Regions from separate parts of the Mus musculus genome. Here region 1 is linked to region 2. Evidence: chromatin contacts called from public HiChIP or PLAC-seq data. All regions are on one chromosome and are shown on one strand. Each heading gives the region's core, a stretch centred on a gene start, on an enhancer-like site or on the middle of the called end of the contact. The rest is flanking DNA. Distances are from core to core; before and after follow the strand shown. Region 1 overlaps Lhfpl3 (lipoma HMGIC fusion partner-like 3). Region 2 holds the start of Lhfpl3 (lipoma HMGIC fusion partner-like 3).

The links. HiChIP or PLAC-seq counts read pairs in DNA pulled down with a chosen protein or histone mark.
Region 1: an H3K27ac HiChIP or PLAC-seq map of neural progenitor cells shows a contact between it and region 2, with 8 times the contacts expected there. The contact joins the enhancer-like site here to the promoter of Lhfpl3 in region 2. A contact is called at or near these places in 4 of 39 promoter capture datasets (epiblast stem cells, frontonasal cranial neural crest, maxillary cranial neural crest and 1 more), 3 of 115 datasets of contacts at active chromatin or transcription factors (embryonic forebrain, forebrain and neural progenitor cells) and 1 of 9 other capture datasets (adipose tissue).

The regions. Positions count from the first base shown.
Region 1 is chr5:23,002,352-23,005,067 of GRCm38.p6, reverse strand. All of the region lies in intron 1 of Lhfpl3 (lipoma HMGIC fusion partner-like 3), which reads right to left. Among named protein-coding and RNA genes, the nearest start is that of A930003O13Rik, 260 kb to the right of the region's middle. Within about 2 kb of position 1,462, at least 8 of the 459 cell types and tissues checked have an H3K27ac peak or open chromatin away from gene starts, as enhancers often do. A contact at or near this core is called in neural progenitor cells, where this site is marked.
Region 2 is chr5:22,744,730-22,747,508 of GRCm38.p6, reverse strand. Lhfpl3 (lipoma HMGIC fusion partner-like 3) reads right to left here and starts at 1,455. Exons shown (of 3, transcript NM_029990.2): 1 at 884-1,455. The coding sequence starts at 1,316. A930003O13Rik (RIKEN cDNA A930003O13 gene) reads left to right here and starts at 625. Exons shown (of 3, transcript NR_027362.1): 1 at 625-1,924.

The DNA of each region.
Region 1 (2,716 bases), core at 213-2,712, 260 kb before region 2:
ACAAGCACGTTGTCTCACTTATTAACTATACATTCATACATCTTTGCTTGCTCAGAAAAATTTTACCTTGCTCTTTTTAAGTGCTTTTCCTTTGACAACTAGTATGATGGTAAACTCATGTATGTATGTATGTATGTATGTATGTATGTATGTATGTATGTATGTATATAATACTTACCTATTTTATATTACAGAGGCATTGCAAGAGAGGAGGCATTCCCTTGTTAGTAACTTTTCCAGGCAGCCAAGGACATATTTCCAGAAAATCCACCAGCATGGCACAGAACCACGTGCAATTCAACAAGTCAAAGCTTTTTCCTCTCCAACAGGAGGACCTGGGTCATCGTCCTGGAAGACGAAGAAGGAACTTTTCCCTGAGTATTCACATCATCCAAGAAGTCATGGATGGCTTCAGGAGAAGTTTGGAAAGTATCTTTGGACAGGATGGACACATTGAGCTCGTTACTATTCAGCCAATCTTTCATCTTCCCTCTGCTTCCTCTCTTTCCTCCCTTCTCCTCTTCTCAGTGCTGCAGAGTGAGTTTAAGGCCCTTTGCATTCTGGTTCATTGCTCTGCAACCGAAACGTCTCTTTAAGTTACCTTTAAGTTACAAAGGGGATTCGAAGGCAGAGGACAGAAGCAGCCCTTCCTTCCCCATGCTCTCTCTCCTCAAACTGTACAATTTATTTTATTGTTGGCAGACTTTGTAAGTTGCCTGCTCTAGCTATGCTTCTGAGTATCTATTGTATACTTAGTCTCATAATGAGGTTTGACACTCATCCTTTTCCTCTTCTGGTGCTTCCAGCTTCTCAGACTAAGCAGCTGCCAGTTTCCCTGACTGTCTAAGTTTGCCTATGGCCATTATGTAACTTTGCAGCCTCTGTGGTCACATGAATCAGTCTACTAACCTCCTCATATATGTGTGTGGGAGCTCCAATGTGATATGCAGTATAACTTATGAATTTAAATGTTTGTAATCTCCTTTATACAACTGCTGAGACCCTGCCAGGAAGTAATCAATGCCACCAAAGCAGGTGCTTTGTCTTTTATTTCTCCTGAATTTCTTCCTTGAGGGACCTGGTTCTTTGCTCACTGGAGGCTCATTGTTGAATTGGAGCTGACTGCTGCAGGAGAAGTATAATACAAAAGGAAGCATCATATTCTTGAAGCATATGCAAAATTAAAAATATACACAGTTCACTTGGAAAGTTTTCTACTTGGTCCAGTGGAGAATCAACATTACAGTCAACAGAAGACTCAGCTAGGCACGGGAGCATAGACACCATCTTAAAAGGCCAGTGTCGCTGAGATACACTGGCCATGTAAATTACCATAAATAGAATTTTAAAGACTTTCCAAACAGAAATGGGCCACTTTTTATGCATCAGGTCTGAGTTATGAGTAATGAGCTGGAATACAGCCATTCCATCAGCACTGAAGCCAGCCCTGGTGTTACACTGTCTCTGCAGGGTTGGACATATACAATGACAAATAACAGAAGGCTTGCAAAGAGCTTCCCAGTAGATCTGGGCAGGGCAGGCAGAACAGATGTGATGAGGGTCTCTTGAAGAAGATGAGTTGCTAACAGCCCAGTAAGTACTGCAAGGTGAACAATACTAGCTTGTTGCCATCAGGAGCAAATTAAATGATTTTGATTTCCAATTATAGAAAGCAATGCAAGGAACAGATTGCTTCTGATCTGCATTCACCACACTGATCTCAGTGACATAAGCAATGACCTTTGAATACAAAGGACAGAGTGAAAGGGGCCACTCTGACAGGGAATAAGGAACACCTACACCCTATAAAAGACAGCTTTGCCAATTATCGGCTGGTGACATGAATAAGCTATTTTTGGCTAAATAAATAGCTGTGTTACATTTACACAAAAGAAATAAAAGGAATAACCCCCAAATAAGATGATTTGACAAAAAGCAAGGTAGTATTTTAAAGCAACACTTCAGACATTTGGTTAAATGATAGTTTTGGAATATCTTAAGTTAATGTTTGCTATAAGTACTGCTGGAGACAGCCATAAATCCCTTAGATTTGAGAAGCCTGCTTTACATTCAAGATCAGAAATCTACCACGTAAGGAATAGCTTCTAAAAAGTGTGACCTAAGTGGCCAGAGATGACATCATTCATCAATGAAAATAGAATTGTAGTCCACATTTAATATCTTTAAAAACAAAACAAAACAAATCTTTAGTTATATTCACACTGGAAAATCTTGTAAAAACCTGAGAAAGCCCACATTTATGTCAGAGCAAATCTCAGTAATAGGACTATAGCTTTATTTCTCTCACATAATACTGCTACTTACTCACAATGCTGAGCACACAATGCCACTTCTTGCAAATAATCTAACAATTCTGCACATACAATGAGTTCCTTGACAATTGCACCTGAGACTGAAGAGGAGATGTATTAACCACATTTAGCATTCCAATGACAGAGTCTCCAAGCAAATGCTATTTATGTCATCACTGGCAAGTCCCCAAGACACACTTGATAAATACCCTCATTACATCATCAGATACAAAATCATTGAACATTTGATTTTCTTTCACTTGTCCAATTGTACAACTTGATTTCCCAGCATCTGAGGATTATGTATGCTAGAGCTGTGATTTTTTTTGATTCTTGGTGCTTTATCTTAGCTAAGCATGACAGTGATTTAGAAAAAGCTTTGCCTAGTGTAGTATTAAGACCTG
Region 2 (2,779 bases), core at 206-2,705:
GGAAGGGAGTCCTATCATAGCCTCAGCTGGCAACAGTACACTGAACAGAGGGAAGATCACTGGTGCTAGTGAAGCCAGTTTTCTCCTCGCCTGCTTTCCTAACACCCCTTCCCCAAAATGAGGTCTTGAGAAATCCCCATTCTCCCAAGACGTCTCTGCCTGTTTAGAGATGAAATGGAAGGACCTTGGCTGACAAGGAGACGCTGGAGGTGTGGCATCGAGGAACTGCTAAGGAACACTCTACGCTACATTTTTTTTTTTCTTTTTAAGAAAACCGGGGGAGGGAGGGGTGCCTAAACAAAATTAGGATTTACTCATCACCAGATGGATGATAAAATATTTATGGTTGCCAAAGACAAATTTACACGCCCCCCCCCCTTCCTCCCAACACTCACACACCCTGAAGCAAAGGCGGAAATAATCCAGGGAAGGGCAGAACAGGTTGGCTTGCTCTAAATCCTCTTTTCACCCGCTTGTACCAGACTCCCCTAGTCCCCAGCTCACGCACATAAACACACACACACACACACACACACACACACACACACACACACACACGGAGCCCAGCCTCTAAGTGGCCACTTCTCCGCCCCACTACCCCATCATTAGTTCTGAGCGGACTCTGCCCAACAACTGCTCAGCCTCCAAGGCGTCCCTATGGGTGGCGTCCCTAGCATCCAAGAGGTTCGGAAACGCCTGGGGACCTGGCGCCAGTGCCAAGGTTGAGGAACCTGGGGGTTCCTCCTTCCACGCCTTCAACCTGAGAGAGGATTAAGTTGTCCCGGACTGGCAGAGCTCAGGAAGCGGTCCCTCCCACTCCAGCCTCTCTGGAGCTCGGACACCCAGGGGTCCCCTGCCTCCGTGGAGGTGAGCGCGCACTCACCGGAGGTGAGCTGCATCCAAGCACAGATCTTGTACACGGTGGCTGTGTTGCAGAAGAAGAAGAGGGTAAAGCAAACGATGCAGGCGATGATGAGCATCATGGAGAGGCCGATGAAGAAGGAGGCGGCTTTGAAGGCGCCCGAGGGCAGCGTGGAGAAGTCCGTGAAGCTACCCCTGCAGGTCAGCTCCCGGGAGAAGCCGTTGCCGATGCAGTAGTGGAAGAGCCCGAAATAGCCGGCTTGCGGGGTGTCCACGCCGTCGCCGATCCAGTAGGGCTGGATGAAGCACACCACATTGACGATGGCAAAGCAGATGGTGAAGATGGCCCACAGCACGCCGATGGCCCGCGAGTTCCGCACATAGTTGGTGTGGTACAGCTTGGCAGCCTCCTGAGCCGGGAGCATCGCGGCGGCGGCGGCGGCGGCTCCGGGCATTCTCCCCCTCCTCCTCCTCCTCCCGGTCCTCCGCCTCCCCCCGCCTCTCGGCGCGCAGGAGACACACTCGCCGAGCGAGCGGCGTGCGTTGCAATTCCCCTGCCTCCGCCTCAGCCCAGCAGCACCAGTTCTAGAGTCTGCACCCTCGCTCCCGGAAGGAGGGAGGGGGAGCGTGGAGCACCCCTCCGGCTCGCCAGGCACAGCCTCCCGCCCCCCTCTTCCCTCCCTCCTGGACCCGGCTCCAGCCCTGCTTTGCACCCTCCACTCCTCTGCTCGTTGCTGCAGCTGCTGCAGCTGAAGCCTGCGAGCCCTCACGCCCCCTTACTCTTCATCTCGCCTTTGACCCTCTTTCCTGTAGGCTCTGCTGGTGCCCCAGGTCACAGAGGATCGCGGCTACCAGGAGATGCTTCTTAAGTGCCAGGAGCAAGAGAAGCAGACGTGGAGTTATAAGAGCGCGCCCAGAGGAATCCTAGAGGCACTCCCTGGATCCTGGAGGATGTGCTGCTGGCCAAGAGGCTGATCCTGAGCTTTTCATCACCGCACAGGAACGTGCTTTGACCTCTGCATCTCTGCAGGGAAAAAAAGAGGCAGCCTTATGGCAGGTGTAGGTGAGAAAGGAAGAGAGATGTGGTTCCCGGGGAGGTATCCCTGTTAAAACCACAGAATTGCCCCAAGCTAACTCTTAGGTGACCTCAGGTTGGCAGATGGAGACAGGAGAAGTTGGGCAGAAGTCTGTCACACAATAATGTAGAAGTCACGCCTGGAGGGTGATCCTCTATTGTTTCTCGTCCCACTTTTCCACTATGCAACCAAATGAACTATGGCAAATGGAAACCCCAAGCTTCGCTTGAAGTCAAACCTTTTCTCTCCCACGCGGCTTGCAATAGATGGGGCCTGCATGCACAGAAGTAGTTATCACAGAATTTTAGAGTTTGTTTGAAAACATCGGATAATTTGGCAGGTGTTTCATTTATTGCACAAATACTCATTGGCAGCTAGCATGTGCTAAAGATAAAGAGGGATAAAGATAAATGGGATGAGTGCCTTAACAGTGGAAGTATTTCCACCTCTCCCACAACCAAAAGCTCCAGTTAACCCGAGAATTGGTTTTAGTGTAATTTCCCCGGATCGTCTGCAAACAATCTCTTGCACAATTAATGTGTACTTTACACTGTCCCCTTCTCTCATTTACTTTCTCCATTCTTGATACTGCCCTTTTTTACAGCCCTTTCAAAATGAGTTGCTCATTGCTATCTCTATTTTTTTTTTCCTGTGGTCGGTTACTATCTGGTTCCTTCTGAACCGTATAGCAAACCGACAATGCTCAATTGCAGGAATAGATTTTGGTACAAATAATCTTAAACTCCACAATGTAATGCTGCATTCTTTGAGCAGATGAAAGAATGCGCCCATAGACTCATCCAGAAGTCTGTACTATGTAAATTACCCTTCAGTAAAATTGG